Linked DNA regions of Mus musculus: region 1 is linked to region 2. A link is a contact called in public HiChIP or PLAC-seq data. All regions are on one chromosome and are shown on one strand. The core of a region is the stretch at or near the end of the contact, and the rest is flanking DNA. Distances in the headings are between cores, read along the strand shown.

Region 1 (5,213 bases), core at 59-2,558, 140 kb before region 2:
GTCATCCATATTGGGTACCTCTATTTTGTAAGTTTATAAACAGCATATTTATTGATACAAAAGATAATCATGGGCACCCATGTTTTTGGAAAGTTAACAGTATTTGAAATGGTCAGTCAATTCTAGATGCTCATAATTAGTAAGAAAAGTGTCACATATTAACTAATACTTGATTTTTAAAATTACACTATGGATCTGAACATTTCCATAATTGCCCATTTTAGACATTGCAGTGTTCAAAAGTATTCTGTTACATGGGTTTATTATTTAAAAAGTAGAGTGTGCAAATGAGCATAAGACAAAAATAATATGCCTTCCATAAACATAGGCAACAGTAATAACATTTTTGCTTATCCTTTTGAATATTTCTGTATGCTTTTTTACCAAAAATAAAATAAAATAAAACAAAATAAAATAAAATAAAATAAAAGGACAGTGGATTCCTCACCTTAATTTGCTATATTCTCTTTCTGCTTTGTGTCTGTCTTTCTGCGGCAATGAGTGCTCCATATGGTCATTATGCAACATTAAACCACCACTTACTTAATTGCTTTATTTAACTTCTTTAAATAAATAAGTGGAACACAAGTGCTAACTAGCACTAATGACGGCCCCATGGATTTGAACCCAAAAGATCTTTCCATGTACTGTGATGTTAGCATAATAATAAATATGATGGCTTACTGTTTTTTACATTTTATCGGCTTATTTACTTGTTGTGTACAGTTGTGAAAGATTAGTTGGATGAGTGACTGCATATTGTCTTCTGAGCTTTCTTTCCATTGGCTTTAAACTCCAGATTGTTCAAGACCATGACTATGCCAGCCCAAAAGTGGACTTGTAAACTGTCTGTGTCTCAGTACATACTTAGGTCCCTCTTTCCATTTCCCAAAACCCTGGAAATACATGGCTGCCAACATTATGTGTGCATCTCATGAAAAAGCTCACCCCTTCAGACTGCCTTTAGTTTCTGGAAGTGCATTTGATAACCTTGGTCCTGAACCTCACCTGGGTGTGGAGGAGCTGCACGCGCTCACTGGCATCCAGTAGCTCTTGCTCGGCCACTCTCCTGCTCCTCTCTGTCTGTTCCAGGGATGCCCTGAGCTCCTCGATCTCAGCCTGCATCAGGTTGGCTCTGCGCTCAACCATGGCCAGCTGCTCTTTCAGGTCGTCCTGGCCTCTGAGAGCATCGTCCAGGTGCAGCTGTGTGTCCTGCACAGAAAGCAGAAAAACTCTTACTCACACTCTAGTTAAAAGGGATTCAAATTTAGTGACATGCTCACACCTGGATCTTATTAGCTCAGAGTCTGATTAAATAGGAGTATCTACAAGTACCCTTAATGACTTGTTCTTGGATGCCTAGTGCAGTACTTAAATTCAAAAGCACAAAATGGTTTATTTTAGATCCCCAAAAATCATAAAAATCAATCATGGATAAATCTGTGCAATTTTGTAGCAGGAAAGTACCCTTAGAATTCAGCTACACTGGTTACATCATTCTAGATGCTTAAAGGGGGAGGTCCAGAGCTGGGTGAGTCGTGCCTAAGTCCTAGCACTTGGGAAGCTGAATTGTGTCATCAGTATCTACATCTACCTTACCACTCATTTTGTCTCAGGTGACAAAGCAAATTCTCTCTTGGGCCTTTCAGTCTGAACATAGCTCCTTCCCAACTAGGCACATACAATTTTTTTTTATCCTGATACTACATTGCTTTGGTAATGTATATCCTATAATTTTCCTAAAAATCTAAGATTTGAATTCTATAACACTGAGCCTGCTGACACAGTGCATGTTCACCCCTAGGTACCTTCAGCATTCCCTGGGTGTTCCGAAGGTTCCTGATTGCCTCCGCAGCCTGGCGGTTGGCATGGTTCAGCTGGATCTCCATCTCATTGAGGTCTCCCTCCATCTTCTTCTTAATCCTCAGAGCATCATTCCTGCTGCGGATCTCGGCGTCCAGCGTGCTCTGCATGGACTCCACAACTCTGAGGTGGTTTCTCTTCAGCTGATCTATCTCTTCATCTTTTTCAGCAATTTTGCGGTCAATCTCAGATTTCACCTGGTTCAACTCCAGCTGGATGCGTAGGATTTTACCTTCTTCATGTTCAAGGGATGCCTTGATAAAAGCAACATTTTGGTGACCTCACTATGGTGGTTTCTCAAGAAGACATTTAGCCCTCCTCCCATTCTTTCAATATATCCTAACTTAGATTATTGATCCTGCATTTGAGTGGTATATATGTCTAGGTTTTCCTTGGTGGTATACATTGTCCCTGGGAGCTTAGGACGTGGTAGATTCCAGTTGCAATTCTCCTTAACAGATGGGTGAGCAAACAAAGCATATACCTCCGCTTCCTCCAGAGAAGCCTGTAATTCACTCTTTTCCTGATCAATTTGCTTCTTGATTTTCTCCAGCTCATGGATGTGCTTCCCTCCCTCAGCAATCTGCTCGGTCAGGTCAGAGATCTCCTCTGCGGAAGAACAGATGAAAGGAAGAGGTTGGAATGAATGGTGGCAGAATGGAAGAACCCAGTTAGAGCTAAGCGGGGTTGTGAAGCTTGGGGCTTACGCTGCAGGTTCTTGTTCTCTCTCTTTAACGTCTCAAGTTGATCCAGAGACTCCTCATAGGCATTCTTCACTTTGAACAGCTCAGTGCTCAGAGAGCGGGACTCCTTCTGGGAGGCTTCAAGCTCAGCCTGAGTTTCCTCGTACTTCTGTTTCCATTCTGCCAGGACCTGGAAGCGCGTCATTAGTTAGGCTATGAAGCCAGGCAGAGTGCCCCCCTTTCCCCAGTTGTAAGTCCCAGGTCCGGTGGGCCACCTTGTCAAAGTTCCTCTGCTTCTTATCAAGCGCAGCGCAGGCAGCGTTAGACCTCTCCACGTCAATCATGAGGTCCTCCACTTCATTCTGAAGCCGCTGCTTCGTCTTTTCAAGAGAAGCGCATTTGGAATTCACAGCTTCTACATGTTCCTCAGCATCCTGCAGACGCTGAGCCAGCTTCTTCCTGGGGTGGCGGTCAGTGCGAGAAGACTCAAAGTTAACAGAAGGAACTCTACCTATCCGCTGATTAGGGAAGTCTGTTTTCCCCTAAGATCTCTTATTTCTCTGTGCCCATAGGTTTTTCCAGAATTACTTCTTAGTGACCATTTTATCTCTCCCAGAATTCTGATTTCCCAGGGGAGCTCTTTTCCATCTGAAGTGTCTATTTCAAACATATCTATGAAACCAGAGAGAAGGGGGAGGGGAAACGATGCATTTCTTCACTAGGGTCTAGTGGGATCCTAGACTGAGTACATGGTCCTCTTAACTGTATAGATATGGAAGCTGTGAAATTATTTGATGCTCTTCCTGGTACAATTATTCCTTCCCATTTTCCTTCCCTTTTCCTTTACTTCAGTTTCTTTCTGTCTAATTCATTGAAACCCATACTTGGCCTCTTCCAGCTCCTCTGTGCGCTGGATGGCATCCGTCTCATATTTCGTCCTCCACTGGGCTACCTCGCTGTTGGCCTTGGACATGGCCCTCTGCAGCTCAGCCTTGGCTTCCTGCTCCTCTTCATACTGTTCCCGCAGCAGGTCACAGTCATGGCGAGCTGACTGCAGGGCGTGGGCCAGTGCGTTCTTGGCCTAAATAACCCAAAATTGTACACTGTGAGTTTGCATTCTGATCACTGGTGGTTCAGGCTGCCCAGTTCCATGCATGAAAGTCTCAACAGAGGGTTCTCACCTTGGACTCTTCCTCTAGCTGCCTCTTTAGTTCCTCAATCTGTTGTGTAAATGCTTGTTTGCCTCGGGAAAGCTGAGAAACCATAGCGTCTTTTTCATCCAGCTGTCGGGAAAACTCGCCTGAGAGAGGAAACACAAATGATTGAACTCTCTTCTCTCAGGTGGACCAGAATACGACCCTCCTTATTCATAGAGTGCAAAGAGTGTCTCCAGAATGTTCGTGAACTGCTTTCTTTGGTATTGTAGAATGGGGGATTCTTGAGGGTTATGGAGGTAACAAAACTTTCCCAAGCCCAAGAGGTTCATTTCCCAACTCGCCTCTAATCATAGCTTAGAGTCATTCATTTGTAACCATCTCTTGTACACATTGTGCAGGGCAAGACCCCAGCGTCCAGGATCGGGCAGACCTCTCATGCTTTGCTGTTCCCAGGCTAGTGTGGCACAGACTGACCTGACTCTGTGTGCAAGCGTGCCTTCTGGGTTGACAGTTCATTGATCAGGCGCTGCTGCTCCTCCTCCTTGGTCTTCACTTCACTCAGTTGGTCCTCCAGGGTGCGGCACATCTTCTCAAGGTTCCCCTGTGATGGGAAGTAAAGGACGGGACAAGATGATGCTGAGATTTAGAGATCTGTTACTATGTATGGCAGACACAGGCTGTTACTGATGTTGCTGCCAAGCCTTGCACAGTGCTTGGGAGCAGTTGGGATCACAGCAGTGGAGGAGCATATGTGACTGACTGAGTGAATATGTAATCATCAAAACTAGAGTCCTTTCTTTGGGGAAACATGAACATCATTTATGGCCCACATCATATAGAGGGGACTTTTACTTGCCACTGCATTACTATTGCCGTAGCTATAGCAACAATGTTTAAGGTGATTTTGAAAAATAAGATGTGGAACCTTGAGAGGTTCCATTTAATACAGTGATGTCAATCAGAGATCTTGGGTGATGTATAGTGTGGCTAGCTAGAGTCCCACAGAGTATATAATCACTTTCATGTATTTCAGATAATTTAGGAAGTTAGGAAAGACCTTGGCTTTGGAGACTGTCTCCATGTTACTAGCGAGATCATCGATCTCCATCTTCAGCTCGCTCTTCTCCTTCTCCAGCTTCTGCTTCACCCGCTGCAGGTTGTCGATCTGCTCCCCGAGCTCAGCCACGCTGTCCGCGTGCTTCTTCCGAAGAGCGGCTGCTGTGGCTTCATGCTGCAGCGTGGCCTCCTCCAGGTCCCTGCGCATTTTCTGGAACTCAGCCTCTCTCTTCTTGTTCATCTCGATCTGGGCTGAAGTGGCTCCGCCAGCTTCTTCCAGCCTCTCGCTGATCTCCTCCAGTTCCCGGGAGAGGTCAGAGCGCTGCTTCTCTGCTTTAGCCCTGGAGGCCCGCTCTGCCTCGATTTCCTCCTCCAGCTCCTCGATGCGGGCCTGGAGGTGGTGGAAAAGACCAACTCAGCTTCTTGGGTCAATCATTTTTCGTTTACTGATGAA
Region 2 (4,789 bases), core at 274-2,773:
GCTAGGTTGGAGGGATACTTACTATCCCTTCACTGTTTGACTGGATCAGAAAGTACGTCTCTGCTTTAATTATCTCTTAGGGTGGGCTGAGGACAGAAGAGTTGGATTGTGGGCATCGGTTCTTGTCACAGTTCTTACAGGAAGCTTTGAGGTTTGAGTCCGCTTGGCAGGGAGGAGGCGTCACTCAGGGAGCATGGACTGTGTTCTGGGGATTTGAGATTGGGGGACTGTTCTCAAGAGAGACCTGGGGTTGTGCTCAGCCTTGCCCAATGCTTGGGTCACTCTAGTCTGGAATGGTCACAGAAGTGCAGTCTCTGTCGGAGAAACCAAACCCTTTGTAGGACCTGTCTTGAACTAAGGAAAGAATGGTAGGTGGAACAGAGCTCAACGGACACCGAGAGCATCTCCCAAGCGACAAGACCCCCCCCCCCGGCCCCCGTTAGTGAGCGTGAGATGTTCGTGGGCAAAGACACGGGAATGGGTTCTCAAGCAGAGGGGATGCACTTTATGATCCATCTGCCATGTTTGCAGGTGAGTGAGTGAGGAGAAAAGAACGGTTACGTGGAAGACCCGTTACGGACATGAAAGCCAACCCCACCTTGAAGATGTCACCGCGGTCCCAAGTTGTAGGTGGACGCCAGAAGAGTATTTAGACTCAGACCCGGGCAAACTAGCGGATGTGCTACTCCAGGCTTAAGAAAACCCAGGTGGTTAAAACCAAGGCAGCATCCCTAATCTGTGCTTGGTCCAACAACATGGCCATTTATTTGTGGCTCACCGCTGCCCTCTGGTGGCACTCTCCAAAAATGCAACTTGGTTTTAAAGGTTGGGGATGGCGAGACTGACTTAACCAGTTTGTTTGTTTGTTTGTTTGAGTACATACCCTCAGTATTTGAGTCTCAGGATCATTTTGATTCACCTGCATGAATCAAGTCACGTGATTAGAGTAAAAGGAGCAGAATTCAGCGTATCTCATGCCTTTGTCTGGCCCTGCCATTGTCAGACAATTCAGCTAGCTCTTGGGAACTGCTGTTTCTATCAGACACTATTGTGTGGGGCCTTTTATCTGAGCTGTAGCATTGATCCTCTAGGGTGGGTGCAATAATTATTCATGTTACAGATGAAGAAATAGAGGCGCACAGATGTCTCACTCTTAACATATGAATATGGTATTGAGTCCCCAGTGACACCAACCTGTTAAGATGTCACTCAGTACCCACCCAGTCCCGCCCTGAGCAGAATGAATGGACGGGGAAATATAATTTTAAAGTACTGTTTAAATAAACACATATTTTCTGTATGTTTTTTAAGTTTGAGACTAAATTCTAGATGTGCTCTTAGCCTGGCATGCAGAGAAGGAGACTCTGGGATGGAGGGGGCGGGACACAGACATGGAAACTCTCTCGCTTTGAAAAGACATAGTTTCTCGGGATGATGCGGCTGTCTGATGGGCATTGGGGAGCGGAAAGGCAGATTCTGGAGTTTCAGAGCTTCTGAGTCACCTACCCTCTCTTCCTGCAGCTGAAAACAGTACCCACTTTGGCCTGTAGGTGGCAGCTTAGGCTCAACAGAACCCAAGTCTGTTTTTTGATACCCTAGTTCCCACCAGCTGGGAATCATTTTCAGATGGAGGTTTGGGGGTGTTATAAACTCCTGATGTATGGAGACTGTGCCTCACATACTCTGGTTTCGATGATCTTGTGGGTGACCTGGGCAATTCGGTGGTGGTGGTGGTGGTGGTGGTATTTTGCTTGCTTGCTTGCTTGCTTGCTTGCTTGCTTGCTTGCTTGCTTGCTGAGACAGGTATTTGCTATGTTGCCTCTGCTGGGGTCTGAATCCTGGGATCAAGTAATCCTCTTACCTCAGCAGCCCAGGTAGCTGGACATAAGAATCTATTTATTCCACAGGGCCCGACCATAAACATCCATGTTTTACAAAGCTCCCCAACTGACTCTCCCCACCCAAGCTAGAAGTGGCAGTTAGCACACGGAGCCCCTTAGTCCCTGTGAGTTTGCTGAGCAGCTTATTTGACATCCTTTCTTCGTTCCACCTCTGCAGTGTAGCCTGGATCCACAGAAAGAAGGGAAGAGCAGAGAAGGGGCATCGTAGGAGGGATGGAGAATGCAGTTCAGACAGAAGAGAAAATGAAAAAGGGTCTTCTCAGACCAAGAGAGGAAGGAGTCTAAAGGAGTGATTAAAACACGTTTCATACCTTACAGAAAAGAAATAGGCCATGTGAAGGACAAAGGATTGTTCCAGAAAGCAAGAAAACTTGCCCCTTCTACTAACTAGAGCTTTAACAGGAATCCTGGTGAGGGCACTGTGGGTATCGGGGTTTTGGGGGGAACCTGGCCAGGCAGGGAAGTGGCAAGGGGTTTCAGGGGGTGTGGACAGCAGAAGGGGCTTCACAGGGAAAGTGGAGTCTTCCCATGTGGACATATATCCTGAGAGACATTAGCGGCTACCAATGGTTCTCTCTTCTCAACAGCTTCATGCCCAGTGTCTTAGTCAGGGTGTCTATTCCTGCACAAACATCATGACCAAGAAGCAAGTTGGGGCGGAAAGGGTTTAATCAGCTAACACTTTCCACATTGCTGTTCATCACCAAAGGAAGTCAAGACAGGAACTCAAGTAAGTCAGGAAGCAGGAGCTGATGCAGAGGCCATGCAGGAATGTTTCTTACTGGCTTGCTTCCTCTGACTTGATCAGCTTGCTTTCTTATAGAATCCAGGACTACCAGACCAGGGATGGCACCACCCACAATGGGCCCTTGATCACTAAGTGAGAAAATGCCTTACAGCTGGATTCTCATAGAGACATTTCCTCAAGGGAGACTCCTTTCTCTGTGATAACTCCAGCTTGTGTCAAGTTGACACACAAAACCAGCCAGGACACCCAGGAATGGTGGCTGGCCAGAAATCCTCCCTAGCCCAGTGCCCTCACAAAGAGAAAGGGCCATGTACAACAGCAAGAGCATCTGTTGCCATAGCAACTCATTAGGCACAGCCCCAATGTCATGGCCCATGCTCATCTTCGGGCATAGCCTCCATCTTTGAGCACACACACACACCAAATAAAAGATTCATACTTAACACTCAAAACTCCATGAACAAAATTTTAAATTGTGACAGGCTTCCTCTTGAGCTTTTACCTCAACTTGAATATCCGACAGCATTGCTGTGGCATTTTCTAATGAATGCAGGCTGAGGTAGTGGGGAGTCCTTCTCTGTCCAGTCACATCTTGCAGGAGCTACCTTCAGCCCTTGGCACCTGAGGAATATTATCACAGATCTGTGGGAACTGTGCTTCTGGCAGAGCGGTGGTGCCACCTAGTGGGAGAATCTGGTACCAAGCTCTCAAAGATGACTCCAAGCACAGCATGTCTTCCTGGAGCCTCTGGCTTCCTAGCAGTTCTCCATATGGGAGGCAATGCTTAGGACCTTGCACTGTGGTAGTTGAGATGGAGCAGATGGGAGACTGTGTGGACAGATGGGTCAGGAGGTAAGGGGAGAGATAGGTGGGGCGTTCCCAAGTGTAGCACTGTCATATACACAGATAGGGAGATCCGGAGGCAGATTCTTGCCCCCTACTTTCCCATCAGAGAAGTGAGAGAGAAGGTGGAGACTGTGTCTCTAACCTCCACAATCCTCACTTCACCTACTTGAGACAAATATGAGAAAATCAATTCCTAAGAGCCTTTGAAAACACAGGGTATCTGGGCAGGCACTGGAAATACAAAGATGCATAGCTGGAAAGTTCGGCACTACTGAAGGTGACCTGGGTACCGACGTGGCTGAGGAAGGGGGAGCAGGGAAAAGTCTAGACTTGGTAAGCTACAGAGTGAGTTCAAAGCCAGCCTGAGCAACTCACAAAATAAAAAGTGAAGTACAGCCTGGGGGTGTAGCTTAGTGGTAACGTATCTGTGTAGCTTGTGTGAGGTCCCAGATTTGACCTTCGTGATAGAAGGCAGGGGCTGCTTCCAGAAACATGTCAGAGCGTGCACTGGTGGCTGAGCTGGTGTGAAAGACAACCCAGCAAGGCTAGAATTTCAGCAAATGCAACATGACCATGTTTGTGGGGAATCAAGCGAGGGCCCTTTCTTCTGCCACAGGTGGGACCCAGCGAGTGTCATTCTGAGACAAGGGTGCTTGACCAACTGTAACAGAGGCCAGGAGTGTTTGGAAAGAACTGTGGCAAGTTACACAGATTCCACGCAGGCCTCTAAGGAGACCTCTGTTGCTCTGCAGAGACTCGGCTGTGACATGATTACCCTGGACACTGAACATAGTTCCCACTTTTCTGTGGCTCAGTTTATTCCAGTGGGAAAAGAAGATGCATTCCGCACCTGGACTTGGAGATTTTGATCCTTTCCTGGGTTGGCAACATGACCTTGGATGCCTTTCCATAGGGGGTGGCAGCAGCAAGCTGTTCTTAGTAAGCCCCAGGACCATGAAGGAAGTGACTGGCCCTACTGTGTCCCAGACAAGCAAGCCAAGATGTTTGCCAGATTGAGTAGCTAGATAGGTAGGTAGGTAGGTAGATAGATAGATAGATAGATAGATAGATAGATAGATAGATAGTATATACACAATTGATTGAGTATATAAATATAGATATAGTATACACTCAATTGATTGAATATATATATATATATATCAGCTTGACAGTGCATCCAATCCACAGAACAACAGTAATGGATTTCTCCCCCAACAACAGTAGTGGATTTCTCCCCCTCCCCACCCCCCAGGCCCTAGAACCTCCTAAGCTATGGGCTTTTGGCCCAGTTTAC

What was found. HiChIP or PLAC-seq counts read pairs in DNA pulled down with a chosen protein or histone mark.
Region 1: a contact with region 2 is called in an H3K27ac HiChIP or PLAC-seq map of SST interneurons, with 5 times the contacts expected there. The contact joins two enhancer-like sites. A contact is called at or near these places in 11 of 39 promoter capture datasets (the 3T3-L1 cell line, 3T3-L1-derived adipocytes, the HPC-7 cell line and 7 more), 9 of 484 Hi-C or Micro-C datasets (Sertoli cells, cranial neural crest, embryonic stem cells and 4 more), 1 of 115 datasets of contacts at active chromatin or transcription factors (SST interneurons) and 1 of 9 other capture datasets (embryonic stem cells).

Annotation. Positions count from the first base shown.
Region 1 is chr11:67,253,091-67,258,303 of GRCm38.p6, reverse strand. Myh4 (myosin, heavy polypeptide 4, skeletal muscle) reads right to left here. Exons shown (of 40, transcript NM_010855.3): 27 at 4,761-5,150; 28 at 4,178-4,304; 29 at 3,728-3,846; 30 at 3,431-3,627; 31 at 2,822-3,005; 32 at 2,571-2,736; 33 at 2,348-2,472; 34 at 1,809-2,117; 35 at 1,009-1,212. Among named protein-coding and RNA genes, the nearest start is that of Myh4, 18 kb to the right of the region's middle. Within about 2 kb of position 1,308, at least 1 of the 459 cell types and tissues checked has an H3K27ac peak or open chromatin away from gene starts, as enhancers often do. A contact at or near this core is called in SST interneurons, where this site is marked.
Region 2 is chr11:67,108,950-67,113,738 of GRCm38.p6, reverse strand. It overlaps 2310065F04Rik (RIKEN cDNA 2310065F04 gene), which reads left to right. Exons shown (of 5, transcript NR_038055.1): 5 at 1-1,278. Among named protein-coding and RNA genes, the nearest start is that of 2310065F04Rik, 8.7 kb to the left of the region's middle. Within about 2 kb of position 1,523, at least 4 of the 459 cell types and tissues checked have an H3K27ac peak or open chromatin away from gene starts, as enhancers often do. A contact at or near this core is called in SST interneurons, where this site is marked.